Regions from separate parts of the Sus scrofa genome. Here regions 1 and 3 are each linked to region 2. Evidence: chromatin contacts called from public HiChIP or PLAC-seq data. All regions are on one chromosome and are shown on one strand. Each heading gives the region's core, a stretch centred on a gene start, on an enhancer-like site or on the middle of the called end of the contact. The rest is flanking DNA. Distances are from core to core; before and after follow the strand shown. Region 1 holds the start of PLN (phospholamban). Region 2 has its middle 70 kb from the start of ASF1A. Region 3 overlaps CEP85L (centrosomal protein of 85 kDa-like).

The links. HiChIP or PLAC-seq counts read pairs in DNA pulled down with a chosen protein or histone mark.
Region 1: an H3K27ac HiChIP or PLAC-seq map of skeletal muscle shows a contact between it and region 2. The contact joins the promoter of PLN here to the enhancer-like site in region 2. A contact is called at or near these places in 2 of 5 promoter capture datasets (fetal skeletal muscle and liver), 26 of 47 Hi-C or Micro-C datasets (adipose tissue, alveolar macrophages, blood and 13 more) and 2 of 2 datasets of contacts at active chromatin or transcription factors (alveolar macrophages and skeletal muscle).
Region 3: an H3K27ac HiChIP or PLAC-seq map of skeletal muscle shows a contact between it and region 2. The contact joins two enhancer-like sites. A contact is called at or near these places in 2 of 5 promoter capture datasets (fetal skeletal muscle and liver), 29 of 47 Hi-C or Micro-C datasets (adipose tissue, alveolar macrophages, blood and 16 more) and 2 of 2 datasets of contacts at active chromatin or transcription factors (alveolar macrophages and skeletal muscle).

What each region holds. Positions count from the first base shown.
Region 1 is chr1:43,457,526-43,461,716 of Sscrofa11.1, forward strand. It overlaps PLN (phospholamban), which reads right to left and starts at 1,400. Exons shown (of 2, transcript NM_214213.1): 1 at 1,327-1,400. All of the region lies in intron 3 of CEP85L (centrosomal protein of 85 kDa-like), which reads left to right.
Region 2 is chr1:43,282,684-43,286,971 of Sscrofa11.1, forward strand. No RefSeq gene overlaps it. Among named protein-coding and RNA genes, the nearest start is that of ASF1A, 70 kb to the left of the region's middle. Within about 2 kb of position 2,503, at least 39 of the 83 cell types and tissues checked have an H3K27ac peak or open chromatin away from gene starts, as enhancers often do. A contact at or near this core is called in adipose tissue, alveolar macrophages, fetal skeletal muscle and 4 more, where this site is marked.
Region 3 is chr1:43,427,360-43,431,435 of Sscrofa11.1, forward strand. The region is part of intron 2 of CEP85L (centrosomal protein of 85 kDa-like); the gene reads left to right. Among named protein-coding and RNA genes, the nearest start is that of PLN, 30 kb to the right of the region's middle. Within about 2 kb of position 1,667, at least 2 of the 83 cell types and tissues checked have an H3K27ac peak or open chromatin away from gene starts, as enhancers often do. A contact at or near this core is called in skeletal muscle, where this site is marked.

The DNA.
Region 1 (4,191 bases), core at 150-2,649, 170 kb after region 2:
ATGCATAAAAACTGCATATAAAACACCCACACTGAGTGACTTTGTAATATCCAAGGAAAAATATTTAATGAAAATAAAGATATTGATAGGCAGTTAGGGTGCTTCAGTGGGAGACAAAAATTGGAAATGTCTTTGCGTGCCTCAAGGAAAGCTGTTTAAGGAATTAAAAAGTTCTTATCTATAAAAAGCAGTAGAATTAACATTTGTCATTCGAACTTAAAATTCCAGAGGTAATTTTATTTTGACATTTATGTAAAGATAAAAATAATGAAAATCATAATATCCTTTATGCCCTGACTGAAATCTTAGAATGAAGACACATTTTATACATTAAATTGAGGGTTGTAACATCAAGAGTAGAGTAGAATTTAAACAGAAGTTACAAAATTTATGGTGGTATCTCCCTTCTTGGGCATTTTTCATCCTCTCCTGTCCACCCTCTAAGTACAAGAGAGGAAACTGAGAAACACTGGAGGATAGTACCTTGATAAAAGTATATTCATTAATAGGCAGAGTAAAGATCCATTTTTATCAAATTCACTCAAATGAGATAGGAATATTTGTACTGCCAAAATAATGTTTTTTTATTTTTAAAATAAATTAATATTCTGTAACTTCATAAAGAATTTTACATGTTTCTGACAAGTATTTTGAAATGCCCAAACTTATCATTTATGATAGAATATTAAATTTAATAGAAATAACACAATTTATTAAAAGCTTGGATTTTTTTGTAGAAGTTGACTGGACTTTATAGAAAGGAAAAAAAGTCTTCAAAAGCATTTTAAAACTAGTTTGTGCTATTTATTCTTAAACTCCACTTTATTAATATTCACTGTAAGGAATCATAATGATAATATCAGAATACTCATGCCAATAATGTGCATTTTATACAGTCACACCATTGTTCATAGTATCTAGATGTAAACAGACAGCCCAGCCCTACCCTTCTCCTTAGCAGAGTAACATAACAAAATGAAAACATTGTTTTTGTATGGAGAAATCAAATCACCTCTACCACCAAACATGGTAACATAGTTGAAAGATACTTTAATTGGCAGAAATTCACCTTTGAACAGCGGAAATAAAAGTGAAAGTTAAATTAAAATGACAAACCATTAACCAGGATCAAAGATGAATACAGTCTTATTGTTACTATTACTTGAATGGACAAGCATTTATTTAGAAATTAAGCTTTACGTCAGCCAGACATTATCAAACTTCCTACTGAAATTTACCAAGTACGATTAACTCTTTTTAAAAAGTTCTCTAAGTTTGAATTATAGAAAGTAAGAGTTGCCATAATCAGTAAAATCTGTTTCTTACCTTGGCTGTTTATGATGATCACAGTATAGAATATTGTGAGTTGTATGAAGTCTTATCGGTGTTTAGCTGGAAAGTTTTCTGACTCTGTTACCAGAGTTATGGGAACAATTGAAGTAGGTGGAGGGGGAAAAGGGTTATAGGGAGGTCTTATGATGTCACCCAGGAATTCTGAAGTTATGATTGGTTAGCCATAGTCTTATCACAGCCAAACTTTTTAGAATGTCATTTATCTTAACATTAGTTATAGAAAGGTCATTAATACTTTGTGCTTCTTTTTTTTTTTTTCTTTTTTTTAACTTTTAAAATATATGGGAGGTAAATTGAAAAGTTCAGGGTGAATAGAAAGTTCAGAGTGATAGCTGTTTTGTAAAAGTTCATGCATCTTCAGGCTTAGAAATAATTGTAAACTGAGGGTGATAATGTTGAAGAATTAAAGTAATATGAGTTTTAATAGATTGAGAGTAATAATACTGGCTTAAGCCAGACAACTTTGATTGAGTTGTTGCTGTTGCTTTAACACTGCAGCTTCAGAATGTTAGCTTCTAGCAAGATAATAATTAAACATTGTTACAGAATCAAATTTTACACCTTTTCCTGACTGACTGTGTTCTTTTTTCATACCTATGTGTGTATGGGAGAGAGAGTGTGTGTGAGAAAACAAGGATAAGAAGACTGATTTTGGTTTAAAAAAAAATTAGCTTTACCTTACAGTTAAAGTAAGAATAAATATATTTAATTCATTTGTGTTTTCTTCATTTAGAACAATATATTTACTGTAATTCTCATGTTTAAACTGATAGATATTACCCTGGAAAATTCGCTGTTTACAAATTTAAGTACTTAGGATTTTTTAACAGCTGCCTTAAGTTACCGTAAAATCTTACTAAAATTTTAGTAAGCTGACACAGTATCAGGAGTAACTTTGCAGCAGAAAAGAAATAATCACAAATCCCTAATCAGTGGCATCCTAGTTAATGACACTTTATTAACGACAGGTGTGCGTGTGTTTGGAAATTTAAGTAGTGTTTCTAAAAGGGTATGCTCATTTAATGCAGTAATTGTTTTCCTGAAAATTACTATGTAAATTAAATTTTAGTAAATGGAATGATATTTCAAACTTCCGAGAACAGAAAAGTATTCCTTTGAAAAGCCAGGCATCATTTTCCTGTTTTTTTCTAATTTTTTTGTTTATATTTTAGATTTACTTAAATCACCACATCTCAGAATTCTAATTCTTTAAATCTTGCCCATAATTCTGGACAAGCTAATTGTTATTTTTAATTTGTTTTATACTTAACGGCAGAGTGAACTCAGCCTGCTTTACTTTCTTATGGGTAACTAAAATCTTTTCCAGCAGCTGTTTATGTGTCCTTAAATGGAGATGATTTTGGCTTCTTCCAAAGAAAGATAAATCCTTTGCTAGAGCAAACCTCTCGTTATTTAAAGAATCAGCTAAAACTATCAGAGAAATAATATTTCAGCAAAGACCGTCTGTGAACATTGCCAAAGAAAAATTTACAGCTTAAAAGTAAAACCCAAAGTTAAATAAATTGTATGAATGTTTTTTGAGATTTTGCTCAGCACTCGATAGGCATTTTTTAAATCCTTATGTAGCAAGTATCTCTTATCATCATTATCAATTTCCAGTAACTACTGAATATAAAATCTCAGGACTTGAAATATAACCCTAAAGTGGTTTACAGTAATTTGTCAAAGATGGCATAGCTGCTAAGAGGCTGACTGAGGATTCACAACTGCATCTGTTATAATTCTCTGATAGGTTGGCAGATTGTGGGGGAGAAGATCATAATTTGGATATAGATTTCACAGAGTAGCATACCTCAACTAAGGGATTTTAATATAGAGATAGATGAATTATTGAAAGCCTAACTATTTTTAGAAAATCTGCTTTAAGTTCACCTACACATTCATTTGAAAATGAAGCTTAGGGGGATAGATCACTGTAGTGTGAGCACCTCTAGTGCTAAGAAAATAGAATGCATAGTTGAATAAAATATGGCCTAGATATTTCACAGTTGGCAAATTTGCTTTCAGAGCTTATTGGATACACACACACACACACGCACGCAAACGCTCACACACACACTCATCCTTAGAAGAATACTAACAGACTGTGTGTCAGAGTTGGAAAATGGGGATAAAAAAATCAATTTTCAGATTTATACCAGGGTGGGGAACTTTTGTGTTTTACCCTTTTCCTTTTGGTTAGCTGCTGCTGCTACTGCTGCAGATGATGTGATGATCGTTGTTATTAGTCCAAGGGGAGTGCTAGGACTTGTTACATCTTAGTTTTAGCCCGATTGCCTAAACAGAAAGTTGTTTAGTAGGAGCATTGGTGAACTACAGTATAATCAGTATATTATTCCTCCAAAATTCCACATTGAGGGGCTGGAAAATGTTTTTAGAGGTGCTTTGTAAGAATCTTCATTTGGAGTGTGACTGTAGTTTGAAACTATTTTTGTTGTTGTATAAATCCTCTAAGCTGCCTTATCTGTAGAATGGGCTTGTTATGAGGGTTTAATTAGATGAAGCCTGTGTAATGCCTATTAGAGATCTCACAACACGGTGCCCATTTAGTGTTAGTACTTATTTTCTATTTTCGTTTAGATGATTTTTTTTTTTTTTTTTTTTTTTTTTTTTTTTTTTGTCTTCTTGTCTTTTTAGGGCCACACATGCGGCATATGGAGGTTCCCAGGCTAGGGGTCTAGTTAGAGCAGTAGCCGCCGGCCTACGCCACAGCAACACGGTATCTGAGCCACGTCTGCAACCTCTACCACAGCTCATGGCAATGCCAGATCCTTAACCCACTGAACGAGGCCAGGAATCGAACCCACCACCTCATGG
Region 2 (4,288 bases), core at 1,253-3,752:
TCAAAAAGAGATGCTAATGAGAAGAGGGAGGAGGACCCGCTATGGATTGGTAGTAATAGGGGTCAAATAAAATAGGGCAGCAAATCAGGAAATGGGGTAGTAGCAGTCATTTGAGGAAGTTAAGCAGACTGGCCAACATCCACTTAAACGATTTCTGTTTTCCCTTGAAACTTCATTTGTGTAACTGAGGTGGCAGAGGGTTGTGGGGGGAGGAACATGAGCTTTGCTACCAGATTAATACAAATGGAAATCCTTCCTCCATTACCAGGCTCTGTGAATTGGACAAGTTTCTTAACCCTTCTCAGCCTCAGGTCAGGGAGCATTCCAAACTTTCAAAACTGTGGCAAGAAGCCCAGATCACGGATTGAGAAGTGGTTGGTACACAGAGGCACCCACTACACTGAAGAACTCAGAGTGCGCCCAGCCATGCACTGGCCTGGTACTCACTTCGATGGGGGCAAGGAAGGAGTCAAGACAGCCAGGAGGCTAGCAGGACCCCGGCGAGAGCAACATTAAACTCTCATTAGCTACTTAATTTGATTTTGTTGTCCTTATCATACCTTCACTATCATTTCCCCCAGCTTCAGGTCAAATGATGACCCAAAGAGATGACCAGATAAAATAATGTCAATAATTGTGAGGAGTTCCTGCTGTGATGCAGCAGGTTAAGATCTGGTGTTGCCGTAGCAGCAGCTCAGATTCAGTCCCTGGCCCTGGAACTTCCATACCAAAAAAAAAATTGTGAGGGGTCTGATTTTTTTACTCTGCTTGCACTCAGTTAGCCAGTCAGAGCTTCACTGATGCTGGCACAAGATGCAGACCCCTGGTCAGCAACAAAGGACATTTATTACTCACAGCAGGCAGCATGAGCTCATGTTCTCATAGCTTCCCCTTCGGCCCCAAGCCCCATGGGGCTGATGCAGAGGTGGGCCCAGGTGGATACACAGAGGGTTTAGGTCAAAGCCGAGGAGCTGTGAGCTTAGAAGACCTCTGATCTTATAGTGGGACTCTTAGCAAACCTGCCCAACCTTTGTTCTGGAGACAGACATTTTTATTATCATTGCCAGAAAACAAATATGTCCTCTGCCCCAGAAAGAGATTCTATCCGTATCCTCCGAGGCTGTTTTTTAATATAAGTATCCTTGAAACAGCAGTCTGGGGCAAAATTTGTCACAAGGCATGTAGAAGTGACACAGAGAATTTCCCTCCGCCCTGCAATAAAGAAGACATAGCCGGAGACAGAGCTCAAAGAAGACACAGTGATTACGAGGGATGTCTTAAAATTTTATTTATTTAAGCAATAAAATCGATAACCTCACATGGACTCTTAACTAGCATAGCTCTCAACTGCCTGAGAATACCGGGAGAGATGATTATCGCTCCTTTGTAGGCTAGTCTGGAAGCCGCTGCCTGCACCTGGTCACAGCACCTCTGCCATGGGGCCCAGCATCTCCTGATTCCATCACTGCCAAAGGGCCCCACAATGATGTTCTGCATCATGCAATCTCCAATAAGCCTAGAAGTGGGGCTTTAGCCCATTGAAAGGAAATGCATTAGGGATTTTTTACCTAGGTAATTAAAAAGAAAGAAATAAGTCTTTTAGGACTTACTTTGGGCTTCGTGAGATTAAACATGGTTTTGGAAAAAGAATTCCTTCAGAGGCCACATGTGGAGATTATGGAGTCCCAAGATTTTCCAAGATAAATTTTATTATGTGCTTTATGAGGTCAGACACGGTTCTCCTAAGGACCTGAGGACCTGGGAGACACCCCACCAAACAGCTCCTGGCATTTCAGATCCCACTTGGGAGCACAGAGTCCTTAAAGCTGAACCATCTTTCGAACATTATACCCTCATTGGAGGCACAGCCCTGCCCGCATTTTAAGACCATGCAGGAACCTTGTGACCTAAGTTTTGGTTCAAAAGATATTTTCATTATTTGCAGCAAGATGATGTAATTGTCATAGTAAGGAATTCAGGGACTGCCTTGTTTGAGAGTTTGGTGACGGAGCAGCTAGGGCAGGTGGGGCTGGGTGATGCAGGCAGTATCTTGTCTCCACAGAGAAGAATACAGGAGCCCCAATCTGGTTCTCAGCCCTAACCTCTCTCTCTTACTTTCCACCTCTCATCAGTCACAAGGTGCTGGTGGTGCTCCTAAATGTTTCTGTCAGATGTAATCACAATCTCTTTACAGAGGAAAAAAATATTCCTTTGTGGTTTTGTTTACATATTTTTAAAAAATCCATCTGAAATTCTTTTTTGATGCTGCATCCTGTTAGGTAGAAACCTAACCGGATTTTTCTCAAACACCCAAGAAGAGTTGGCAATTTCCCTTACCGTCCGCAACACCTCCCCATCCCATCCACAGCACACCCAAGACGCCCCCACACGTGCATGCGTGCAGGCACGCACGCACGCACACATGCGCACACAGAACAGAACCCACCCTTACTTTGTCTTTGAGGTCGCCCAGAGTTGTTTCCTTCAGTCATCTCTAGGTGTCATCCTAGAGGAGTCTCTCCAGGCTGGATTCTCAGCACAGACGCAGAGGCTTGGCTGGTCTGGGTAAACTGAATTACTTGGGCATCCTGCTCTGAGTCAGGGCCCAACCCCCAGCGGAAGGGCGCTCTCCCCCTACCCCAGCGTTCCCGTCAGCAGCGGAGAATTGCCCTCTGTGATTTCACGTGGAATCTGTCAGCACAAGCTGCCTGAGAGCATAGACAATGGAGCTCTGCCATGAACACGCAGAAAAGGAGAACAAAAACGCCAACACTTCAATGATTACATTTGGGATCTGCAATCACCCGGGGGCATCCCAGAGATCACCCAGTAGATGAAACTTACCTTTTCTTCAGAGCTTAAGCTGGCTTTCACATATCTGAAAGGTTAGAGAATATATCATTTAAAGAGGGAAATCTGTCTTCCTTTTCCATTCCCGTAAAGCACTGGTGTGTATGTGTGTACGCCTATGTATGTGTTTTACCTTGCATTTTTTTGCACGTTTTGAAGTGCTGGGAGCTGCAAATAGCTGCAGGCTTTCTGTCCTCTGCCTAAGGTGGCCACACATTATGACAGTTATTTCAGATATTCTGTTTTAGTGTCAGGACTCAGCACAATGTAATACCAAATAAAGGGCTTATTGTATGACCTTATTCACACGGGAATTTTGGTAGTAAATACGGGCACACAGAAAACCCATTTGGTAAATATTCCTTAATTCTCCTTTGGTAAAACAGAAATTCCAATAACGCCTGCATGTCTTCATCCACAGCCTAGCAGGGATCTCGCCTGTCAGCAGAAGTGAACCATCTGGTCACCGCCCTAAGGCCCCATGTTACGCAAGTGTCATTGCTTTGCACATTTGGAGCAAGCAGCTTTCTTTCCTCACCAACCATGAGAAACTGTATCTTAAACAACTGGAGCAAAAATTGCATTTGTCAAACATTAAGAACAAAATGCATTTTTGCAAGTCAGTAATCTTGTTAATAGTCAATTCAGTTTCCTGGGTATTTGAATTCTGGCTAAAAGTTTCTGACTTATTTACATAAACTAATAATGCTGCATAAAGCTATGTCTTCATACCATGAGTCCATCAGACTGAGGAATTACAACCCTATTACGGGAACCCCAGGAGTCCCAGCCAACCAGTCATTGGCAGTTGTGGTTTCCCCACCTGAGCCACACGACAGCTCAGATGTGTTACCTTCCAGGTATTTAGTCCAGGACTGAATTGCTGGCGAGGATCTTAAGCTCCATTCATTGTGTTGCAGGTTTGACTAATGCCAGGTCCTACTTTGAGTCAGCTTGATTCTGATGTGCGTTTTACACTAGGACCACAAGTATTTGAGTTGCATGATGAGGTTTTTTTTTTGGGCTGAAGAAGAAAGAACTTTTAATTTTTTCATATGTATCTGGAAGAAAAATTGAGGGGAGAAGGAAGTGCATCTGAGACACTAGTTCCTCAGTCAATCTTGGAGACCTGGAGCCTCCAAGAATGCAAAGTCCCCAGGAGTCTGCATTCATGAAGACCTCTGCTGTGAGCAGAGACCTGGGCTTTGCTGGGATAGCTGCGGCAGCTATGGAGGATAGGGGTTGCCTTTCTGCAACTTCATGAGCAGCCAGAGTCACAATGAGTGTTGGAATTTGTGGGTACGGAGAGACAACATTTGGACTCTCAGAAAAAAGCTGTAAACTGGGGAACAGGCTGAGGCCCTTTGTGAAGAGATGGGTTAAAACCAGTGAAGCAGGAGCTATTCCAGTGTCCAGTGTCCTCAGCTCATTCTCCCGT
Region 3 (4,076 bases), core at 417-2,916, 140 kb after region 2:
CCATTTCCAAATCCTCAAAGTATTCTGTGAATCATCTGAAAAAAAGTGCACTTTTTAAAATTTTAATGTGTTCTATTTTAATTCTGTAAAAATTTAAAATTATTACATAAGTGTAGAATATATTTATTTTACAGGCTATAAATGTTCTAGGAATTAGAAATATCCAGTTTTATAAATGACCAATATATAAATAGAGATACTTTTCTAGTCTTTCCTAACATGAACCTTTTAGTAGTTTGTTCATTTACTCACCTAATAAACAGTTATTGAATACTCTTTTAAGAACTGCAGAATTGCAAAGAGATCAACATGGAGAAGAGGATTACATCAGAATCTCAGCAGGGACGGGACTCCAGCACAGAAAACTAATCTAAAGTTAACATTGAATGATTTGCTTTTAAGCAAGGTATTTTGAGATTTCAAATAATGCTAAATAAAGGTGTGAGATTTTTATATTTAACAAGTTGGGACACTAATTTAACAGCACCACTTTTTAGCTGTGGTGATTTGTTCATGTGGTATCAGATTCCAGGTTGAGAGAAAATACATCTGTGACATGAGCATAGATGTGCCTGTAGGACTACCAAATTGTAACATAAGCTACACAGCAGATCACCAATTTCTTCCTAGGTTTTTTTTGCTGGGACCTGGAGGCCACATAAATAGCTGCTGTTGGCAAAGAATTAGTTTGAGAGGGACTTGTTTTTGATGCATATAGTACTTGTGTGGGGCCATAACCTAGATGTGGTGCCAGGGTTGAATGATTAAAGGAGAAGCAAGAGGAGTGTAGGACTGGGGCTCTAAGACCCTGAGGCTGCAAAAGAACTTAATTTTTGCTTCGGCTTGGTTTAGTAATCTTCTACAGGATAGTCTTCCTCTCCTGAACTATATGGTGTCTGAGAGGCAGGATTGCGTTCTGTTCTTTTATCTTTTTAAATCTGAGTTCTTAAACGTAGCTTCTAGTAGTCTATTTGGGGCTAATTTTCAAGCATATTTATATATTTTATTTTAAAAAGGTACAGATATCGTTAAATATTTTTTTCTTTGATAATTCCCAACTGCTAATTTGTATCAGAGATAATTTTCTTATCTAATTAACCTCATTTATTTCAAATAGGGACTGATAAAAATGGACTTCAATTTAATCATATCTTCATTAGTTAGTTGTTTTTACTAAGAAATAATAGGGCTGTTGAATAGTATGAATTTTGAGGTCATCCTGTGAATATATGTCAGAAAGGAAGAAAAATCAGACAAGTTAACATTTGGTGCATTGTCTTTATTTTACGAAGAAGCTAAGGCTTTGTGAGGTAGGTAGGGACTTGTTCAGTCATTTATTTATTCATGTAGGCAGTATTTACTGGGTGTCTACTGTGTGTCGGGTACTGTTTTAGAGGTTAGAATTAAACAGACATTTTCTCTGTTCATCGTATACAGAAAGTCTAGTGGAGAAGATAGACAGAAAATAATTATCATAAAAAATGAGCAGTATGATAGGCAAAGTACACAGGGTAGGGGAACATTTCTAAATCCACTGGATTAGGGGAAGGCCTCCTGGCAGAAGTGATGTTGAAGCTGAGACCCGAAAAGATGAGTAGGAACTGACAAGTTAAAACAAGGGAAGCGAGGAGTCTAGGCTGAGAGAACATGTCAAAACTGGGAGGTGAAAAAACATTCTGTGCTGAATCAGAGGAGAGCAAAACAGGATGCCAGGGGACCACTTGCACCTAGTTAGGAGCCAGTGGTGACTTGTGCATAAAAAAGAGACAGTAGGAAAGGAGAAAATGAAATGATTCAGGAGATATTTAGGCAATGAAAACCAAATATTCTTCATTTTATACAGCTTTATTGGGATGTAATTTATATACCATATAACTCATCTTTTCAAAGTGTACAACTCAGCTGCTTTTAGTATATTCACAGCGTTGTATATCTGTCACCTGTATCAATTTTCGGACATTTCAGTTACCCTGAAGAAAACCCTCACTCCCTTTAGCCATCACCCCACAACATCCCTATGTCCCCAACCCTAGGCAACCACAAATTTTGGAAGATGTCATAAAAGTTTCCCAGTGTTCTATTTCTTTGTTGTGTTTTATTATAGTGATTAGGTGTTATTAGATTATAATAGTGGATCAGTTGACCTTAACATTATTAAGAATATATACCATACGTTTTTGCAATATGAGGTCTTTTACTTCTATACATGATAATTTTTTTTCATTATAGAATCATTCTATAATCAATCTTTTTGCTGATGAAAAAGATTAATAACATATCAGAGGTTATATAGCTGGCTAATCAAGTGTGGAGCTGAGCTTCTTCAAGTCTAACTCCATAGCCCTGCTCTTAACTGCACTGTTAGGTATCTGTTCCTGAAGGGAGAAACTAGAGGGGAAGAAGAGAGGTGTAGTGTAGGATAGTATAGGTAACACTAGACTGAGAAACCAGAGACCAGGATTCTATTTTGAGATCTGTACTTGGGCAAGTAATTTAACCTTTATGGGCTTAGTTCTTCATTTGCATGTGGAAGTAGGTCAAAGGTTATGTACAGAATACTTCTTTTTGCTTGTGAAATCAAATAATTTCAAGTCAATATTTAAAATAATTATGACTTAGATTCTTTTGCAAACTAAGCAGCTCTTTCCCTTTGTTCCCCATCTCTACTTAATTTTCTTGTTGATTTACATTACTTGTTAAAATACTCAAATTTAAAGATTTAAACATGGCATATAAGAGCATTACAGATATAGCAGATTTGCAGAAATTAAAATTATTTGTTGGAGGTATATTTTGTATCTTTGAGGACATCATTTTTACCTTCAGGGTTATTCATGCATCTCTTGGTTCATTTATTCATTCACTCATTTTTTTTTCCTACCGTTTTGCTTCTTGGCCTGGTAGAATATGAATGCCTGAACCTGAGCAAGCAGAGCTGAATTTAGTCCATTTTCAAGAACTGTGATGAATTCATGTACTTTTTTTCTTTTTCTTTTTATGGCCTCACCTGCAACATATGGAAGTTCTTGGACTAGGAATTGAATCTGAGCCAACAGCTGCTGTCCTGTGCTATAGCCACAGCAACGCCAGATCTGAGCCACATCTGCTGGCAACTTGCAGCAATGCATATCTTTAACACACTGGGGCCAGGGATCAAACTCACATCCTCATGGGCACTATGTCAGGTTCTTAACCCACTGAACCACAATGGGAACTCCAACCTATGTATTTCTGATCTGAAAAGGCTCTTCAGTCACACAGCCATGAGCTTAGGGAAGAGGTTAATGACTACACATTTCCCTAGACTTTCAGGTGGCTAGAGGACCAAATGATAATTTCTTGTCTGTTCTCTCATAAAGTAACAGGTTTTTTTTTTTTTTTCCTGAGAATATTTGACTTTTCAAAAATCATATCCCATAATTTGAGATCAAGTTAAAATTTGATTTGTAAACATCTTTATAGCGAAGAAATAACATTTGCCGCTCTTTGCAAGTGAACTGCGTGATGAGACCTAATCTAAACTGAAACTAGTAGGAAATATCCAGAAAATGGTATAGTTGAACAAAATTTTAAAAGACATTCAAGAATACTAAAGTTTTTGTGTAAATATGATAAGGAGCTTTGTTACCTGCCAGCTTTTAAAATTTGTTTTGCTTTCAGTTGTTGACCTCTTTAAACTATACCTCAGGGAGTTCCCGTCGTGGCACAGTGGTTAACAAATCCGACTAGGAACCATGAGGTTGTAGGTTCGATCCCTGGCCTTGCTCAGTGGGTTAAGGATCCAGTGTTGCTATGAGCTGTGGTGTAGGTTACAGACATGGCTTGGATCCCGTTGCTGTGGCTCTGGCCCTAGAAAAGGCAAAAAGACAAAAAAAATAAAATTAAATTAAATAAATAAACTATACCTCAGATTGTTCTTTAATTAAGTTGCTAATAATCTGTTTGGAGAGCAGAAATACTCCCCCCCTTTTAAAAACCAGTTTTTTAATCATGTTTTATATAAGCTTATAGAAAGAAGTTTCTTCGTTTGTTGTGAATAGTTGCTAAGAGACACTACAAAAAGGACTTGAGAACTA